Linked DNA regions of Mus musculus: region 1 is linked to region 2. Evidence: chromatin contacts called from public promoter capture Hi-C data. All regions are on one chromosome and are shown on one strand. Each heading gives the region's core, a stretch centred on a gene start, on an enhancer-like site or on the middle of the called end of the contact. The rest is flanking DNA. Distances are from core to core; before and after follow the strand shown.

Region 1 (3,744 bases), core at 365-2,864, 340 kb before region 2:
GACAGGTAGGTAGGAAATTGGAGTCAGTGATCAGCCTGAGAGATAGGCCAGAGCCGCACAAAGGTCGGCCCCAAAGCTGCATTCAGCATTCAAAGACTGCTGAGCCTCCCTGAGGCCAGAGGGAGGCTACTGAGGATGCAGGAAGAGGGAGGGGACTGTTACCAGAGAGACCAGCAGATAGGGATAGAGCCAGCTAGCCATCTGAAGGAGCCTTGCGCAAGCCCAGGCCAGGGCAGCAAGGGAAGAGAGTGCATGGGGCACAGGAGAAGAAGGAGGCAGGAGGCAGATGCAAACCCCAGAGACTGGGGTGCCACCCTCTGAGGTGCGGGAAGCCGATTAGTCTAATTCTCCCTCCTGTCTTTATGGTCAATCAGAGTTAAATCTCCCAACTTCAAAAGACTCCGCTGAATTAACAGGACACGTTTAGTCTTATCCCTAAGAGATATCCCAGCATGCCTCGCTGCTCCTCATCCCATTCCTGAAACACAGTGGAGCCAATCGTTATTTTCATCTTACATCATCTTTCTGATGATGTGTTTATCACTTAAGGTTGAACACCCTCCCTCCTCCTCCTCCTTCTCTTTCTCTCTCTCTCTCTCTCTCTCTCTCTCTCTCTTTCTCCTTCCCTCCCTCCCTCCCTCCCTCCCTCCCTCCCTCCCTCCCCCCTTTCCTGCTTCCCTCCTCTATTCTGATTGGGTATCTGTAGCTGAGGCTGCTGTGACCTCAGTTGTCTGGCTTTGCTCTCTGGGTTCTAGGGTTGTAGGTGTCCACTGCCACACCCAGCCATGTCTAACCTGTCAAATTAAGCTGTAGCTCTGCCTCGGATGAGCCTTTCCCTGTACACAGGTCAGTTGGAGGCTCACTGCAAGTGTTCAGAGGCTCACTGACTTTGTCTTCATAGGTGTGGATATAGAATTGTGTCAGGCCCCACCTTAGAGTGTGTGCTGGAGAAGTTGGCCCACTGATGGCCCCTTCTTCTTGATGCTTTTTCTTCCTGAATTGCTTTAGACGGTTTCTCTTCCTCCTTTCTCTTGCCTTCCCCCTTCCATCCTCAGAGCTCAGGCTGTTCCTGGACCCCACTCCTGTTTGATGTGGTAATGTGAACAGCTCCTGCCCTGGCGTGCCACTCTGGCTCCTCCACAGAGCCTCCACAGGGGGCTTTCCCACCTGCCCCCGGTGCTTCACAGACTTTGCTGTCCTTTGAAGAACACTGTTTCAATTTTATGAAATTGTTGGCTGAAATATTTTAAGCCTTTGGTGAAATTAATTGTTCTTACCTTGAGCAAACCTCAGCTCTTGAGAAAACCTGGTGGGATCGAGCACGTTCAGAGTGGTGTGGCTATGGACGGAGCCCATGGAAATCTAACCTCAGGGCCCCTCTGCATGGAAGTGCACATAAGCAGTCATTTCCTAGTGTTCTTTGTGGCACAGTCCCCTACTGCAGGCTTTCTGACCGCTGAAGGAGGAATTGTGTTCGGTCAAGGGAGGCATCTAGTGCTCTAAGCAGCTGAAGATGGCACCCAGGGCCACTCAGCCATGGTCAGTATTTACCTGACAATCTCAGAGGAGCTTGTCACTAAGCTATGGCAAGAGGAGTTGGTCGGTCTCCAGCCGTGACTCAGCAGCCTGGGCTTGCTGTGCTGAGTCCTGCATGTGTGACTGCCTGGCTTCTGCTCGGCCTTCTGGTTGGTTCTGCTGAAATTCGAAACAGCACCTTATGTAATGATCTTCCAGCCTTAGTGCTCAGGTGGGTGAGTCTGACCAGAGTCATTGCTTCAGGGAGAAAATTAAGAGGGGTGGAGGCAGTGAAAACTTGGAGTTTCTCAACGAGATCATGTCAAGCTGAGAACACGAATCCAGACACATCTGCTAATGGTTTTGGGAACCCTGCCTTTCTCCCTGTCACTGCCTGCAGTAGCCACAGATTCCAAGCAGGTGAGGCAGCTTCCAGTTAACAGGGCCAGGTAGTTTAAAAGATCACTACCCAGTTAATCCTCCCATCTTGTCAACATGGTCACCAAGCCACAGCCAGGAGCATACACTTCCAACCCAGAGCACAAAGAGAAGAAGGCTTCAGCTCCTCAGGCCACACCCTAAAGCACCAGCTGAGAATACTAGCACCCAGTTTATCCCTTGGTACGCGTTTCCCATAAGCCTCAGAGAGCCTCTTCTCTGGGATTTTGTAGTTGGGATAAAGTCAGAGGCCTATAAGAACCAATCTTCACTCTGCCACTTCAGAAGACTCAGCTAAGCATCTCCTGTGTGCTGCTGGGTACCAGGTACTGCATGAGGTGAAAGGAACGCTGGGTGAATAGAACAAGGGCCCTGTCCTGGGGAGCTGTCAGTCTAGGCAGAGACAGGAGAATCAGCTACAAGTGCAGAACAGAGGGGTAAATGCTATTCAAGAGGCGAGCACCAGGCAAGAGAGCAGCCTGGCATGTGTCGTTGGAACTGCATCTGCTCTAGGCAGACAGGTGGCGTGCGTGGGACACAGAGCAGCAGTGACTGGGATGCTCCTGCTGTCGAGAGGGAGCACCAGAAGGCTCCTCCCTTCTAAAAGACCTGGGAAGCCCAGTGGCTGCCAGAACCCCTTTCAACCCCAGGAATCCTGGTCAGACACAGAATGGTGCTGCACAGCAGGGGCCCAGCTCAGAGTCTCTGCGGCCTCTAATGGCCTTCGGCTCCCAGGTCCTCTCAAAACGCCCCAGTCAGCCCACTGTAGCCCGAACCCAAAGACAAGCCTCTGGGACGGTAGCTGCGTGTCCACCGAACAGGACTCACTCCTCATCCACGCTTCTTTTTTCTTGCAGGTATGAAGAAGTCTGTGATTTATAGTTCACGGAAACTGAACAAAATGTGGAAAGGGTGGATGAGAAAAGCGTCCTGACTTGACTGATGTTGTGTTACGTGTAGATTATGAATAAATGGCTCCATGCTTTTTTAAGAGTTGCTTGTCACTCTGACTGGCTGCTTGAAATCGAGGAGACCAAGGTTTGAGTCATGCTTGGTAAGGTTTGGTTTGTTTCTGGGTCTTTATTAGACAGAGTCTCACTTTACAGCCTGGCTGGCCTCAAATTCACAGAGATCCTCCTGCCTCTGCCTCCTGAATCTGGGATTAAAAGGTGTGTGCCACGATGCTTGGCTATGGTTGATTTTTTTTTTTTTTTAATTCACTGTCAGACACTAACTCAGGTGCTACCCAAGCACATGAGAGGACTTTGGACCCCAAGAAAAGGCTTCTAGGTACAGAGCTGTGAGTGCATTTTGTGATCCATGCTGAACAAAAGGTTCTGACTTTGAGGACACACTGAGTTGGACATGACAGGTGCTGCTACTGTGCGTTTGAACTTGTAGCCTGTAAAGTCTACAGGGTACATAAGCTGGGCTCTCTTCTAGTGCCCCAGTCCCCATTCACTTGGTGGGATTTTGGTTTTGGTTTTTGTCTTTTCAGTTTGTTTTTTTTTTTTTTTTGGTTTGGTTTGGTTTTGGCCTGTTTTGTATGAAGTTGTGTAGCAGACTGACTTTTGGGTGCAGAGCCCTAGACGACCCCTTGCAGCTTCTGCCCAGCCAGTACTGAGACGTGTGTACGTACCGAGAACCCAGCAGTACAGGACACACTGATCCACCCTGCTTTCCTCTCTGCCCTTTGTTGTGTTGGCTCCTCTAAGGCTGGCTCCAGTCACTGCCATCATCTTCTTGTATCATGTCATCAGAGATTCCCCCCCCCCATATCTAATATGACCC
Region 2 (3,292 bases), core at 588-3,087:
CTGAAAGAGCAGAGAGTTTCACATGCTGATATGAAGCCAGCCAGCCAGGAGGAGCATCTTCTCCACACTGGGTAGAGCTTCAGCACTAAGATACCTCAAAGTCCACCCTCACCGTGACACACTTCCTCCAACAAGGCCACACCTATTTCCAACAAGGCGACATCCCCTAATAGTGCCACGTTCCCAATTTACATTGGGCCACGCATATTCAAACCATCACACCTCCCAATCAAAGATATGAGAAAATAAGATACAGAACCCTTGTACTACAGAATGATAAATGCAAGATGGGACATCCTAGGACCTCTGTTTGGCTGAGGGAGCAGAAGCTTGCAGCCTCGGAGGACAGAAAAGATGAGGGTGTCTGTACTCATGGCTCATTCAGTACTTGGAATTTTAGCCAGAACAGCAACAAAGAAAAAGAAAGTGATGTCAACAGGAAGGGAGAAGTCAGATTATCCCTGATTGCAGATGGCAGGAGTCTGTTCTTAGGAAATCCTTACAACTCTGCCAAGACTCTTAGAATCTATAAACAAATCCAGCAAGGGAGCAGGGTACAAAATCAATGTTGAAAAATCATTAGCTTTTCTATGTGCCAGTAGTGAACTCACTGAGACTGAAAGAAAACAACCACTGTCACTGCTCACAACAAGATTATCCCAGGAATAAAGCCAACTGAAGAGGCGAAGACTCCAACAGTGAAACCTAGAACACTGCCATACAGTGAAGAGACTTCTCGTGTCTGAGTCAGGACAGTTAGTACTGCTTTCAAGTGACCACGCTACTGCAGCAAGGCTTACATTGGCCACAGTCCCCAATAAAAAAAGCAACATTCTTTATGAAGCTAGAGAAAAATCCTAAAGCACACACCTGGGTATGGGTGTGCCTGTAATATCAGCACAGGGAAGGAAGGTGCAGGAGGATTGAGAGGCCAAGCCCAGACATGGCTCAAACAAAATAAACCAAATTTATGTGGAAACACAAAAGACCCGGTAAAGTCAGAACAATCCTGTCAAAAGGAGCAATGTTGGGGTCACTGCGGTACCTAAATTCAAAATATACGATAGAAGCTGGGCGAGGTGCGTGCCTTTAACTCCAGCACCCAGGAAGTAGAAGCAGGCAGATCTCTGTGAGTAAAGGGCTAGCCTGGTCTACAGAGTTCTAGTCCAGTCACAGCTATACAATGATACCCTTTCTATTAATTTTTACATACACACACTCACAGTATAGTACAGAGTTATATGTAGTAGCAAAATTAGTGTGATGTATTGAGAAAATACATCATGTAGACCAGTGGAATAAAATACAGGAACCTGGAAATGAATGCATGCAGCTGCAGCCAAATGCTTCCTGAAAAAGGCACCATGTAACTACCATGTAACTGAGCCACACTGTTCCTTGGGCATGTACCACAGGCTCTATGACCTTATATACTGGAGACATAAGCAAGCTGCTTATCGCAGCACTGTACACATCAGTCAATCTCCGGAATCAGCAGATGAATGGAGAAAGAAAACTTCTACATAGCCACAATGGAGTGCTGGTGAGCCATAGAGAAGAAGGAAATCAGGGTGTTTGCATAAAAATCGATAGAACTAAGAGTCATCATTAAAGAAGACAGAGACAAATAGCACACGTTTCCGCTTATCTGCAGAAGCTGGAATTTCAATTCAAGAAAGAAGACTACAAAGGAAAGAGAAGAGGCGGTAAAAGAGGTACAATGAATACCAAAGCACAACACCCACTTGTATTGAGATGGCCCAGTACAGTCCATTACAAAGTGCAATATACCCTGATTGATAATTATACTTTGAAAAGGGGCCTGGCTGTGGTGGCACATGCCTTTAATCCCACCAAGGAGGACAGAGGAAGGAGGAGCCTTGGTTAGCCCTTAGAGAAGAGCAAGGACAAAGGACACCACAAGAGCTGCCTGTGGCCCCATGGCTGGGGCTAGGTTACTTTGCTGATGAAAGCCTTAGGGAGAACTACTTTCTACAGGCCACTTCATGTTCTGCCCACTTCAAAGTACACTTGGGCACAAGAGCCCCAGCGTGACTGGATGGAATAATCTCAACAGGCCTAGGAAGTTGAGAAAAATCAGTAGAACACAGCAGAAAGGATGAAAATAATGAATCCTTTTCCTATAGAACTGGTGAGCCTCACTGATTACAAAGACTAGCATCATACATTGGGCAATGCTTCACTCAGGGTCTCATTACATAGCCCAGGTTGTCCACAGACTTTTGATTCTCTTGCCTCAGCCTCAAGAGTGCTGGGATTATAGGTGTGCACCACCCTAATGAGAGATTCGGGAAAATGAGGTGTGTGAGGCTGCAGAGATGGCTCAGTGGTTAAAAGCACATATTGCTCTTCCAGGACTAGAGTTCTCAGCACCCACATGGCAGCTCACAACGGTCTGTAACTCCAGCTCTCCACAAGATCTGATGCCTTCTTCTGGTCCCACAAGGGCACTATGCTTGCATACAAACTAGCACACTGACACACAGAGAAAAATAAATCTTTTTTTAAAAATTGAGTTGCCTGGGTCCCATGTATCTTCCTATGCAGGGGACAAAAAACAAGGTTGGTGTCCAGGAGTCAGGAAGCCTGACCAGCAGCCCAGGTTATGCCGATGGATACCTGGTGCTACCGTGGGGCTGATGGCCATGGCTGCCATTCCCTGTATTCTTAAGAAATCTTTCCCCTCTTTGCTGGGACAACTCCCTTCTATCTCTTAGAGACCTTTATCAGGAGCAACACCCACCTCGTTGCCCTGGAACTCACAGGCTAGAATGGCTGACTAGTGAGCCCCAGGCCTCTTCTCGTCTTTGCGACCCAGCACTAAGCCCAGCATTTATTTTTACATTATTTTTTACTAGGCAGATGGGGTGTGAAAGTGTATCATGCCATGCACAAGGAGGTCAGAGGACAATTTGTGGGAATTGGTTCTTTCCTTCTACCTTGTAGGTTCTGGGACTGAATGAATGAGGTCGTTGGGCTTGGTGGCAAGCACCTTCCCACTGCTGAGCCACCTTGCTGGGTGGTGTCCAGTATTTTCACATGGGTTCTGGAGTGCAAACTCTGGTCTTCATGCCCTTTGCTAAGTGATCTTCCCAGATCCCTTTACAAAACCTCATAATTGGCCAATGGGAAGTGTTCTCCCTTGATGCTCATTCTTCCAAGCATTAAGCATCTTTCTATACACATCAAGCATACGCTATACATTGTATGCAGCCATCCAATGACAACTGCCATACCATCTACAGTAGGATCTGTGTGAAAAGACCTTTTC

Evidence for each region. Promoter capture Hi-C pulls out the DNA fragments that hold promoters and counts their contacts.
Region 1: a contact with region 2 is called in a promoter capture Hi-C map of the C10 cell line. The contact joins two enhancer-like sites. A contact is called at or near these places in 1 of 39 promoter capture datasets (the C10 cell line), 1 of 115 datasets of contacts at active chromatin or transcription factors (pancreatic cancer cells) and 3 of 9 other capture datasets (adipose tissue, liver and pancreatic islet).

What each region holds. Positions count from the first base shown.
Region 1 is chr6:115,003,586-115,007,329 of GRCm38.p6, reverse strand. It overlaps Tamm41 (TAM41 mitochondrial translocator assembly and maintenance homolog), which reads left to right. Exons shown (of 8, transcript NM_026894.1): 8 at 2,811-2,949. The coding sequence ends at 2,887. Among named protein-coding and RNA genes, the nearest start is that of Tamm41, 32 kb to the left of the region's middle. Within about 2 kb of position 1,614, at least 43 of the 459 cell types and tissues checked have an H3K27ac peak or open chromatin away from gene starts, as enhancers often do.
Region 2 is chr6:114,661,111-114,664,402 of GRCm38.p6, reverse strand. The region is part of intron 1 of Atg7 (autophagy related 7); the gene reads right to left. Among named protein-coding and RNA genes, the nearest start is that of Atg7, 20 kb to the right of the region's middle. Within about 2 kb of position 1,837, at least 20 of the 459 cell types and tissues checked have an H3K27ac peak or open chromatin away from gene starts, as enhancers often do.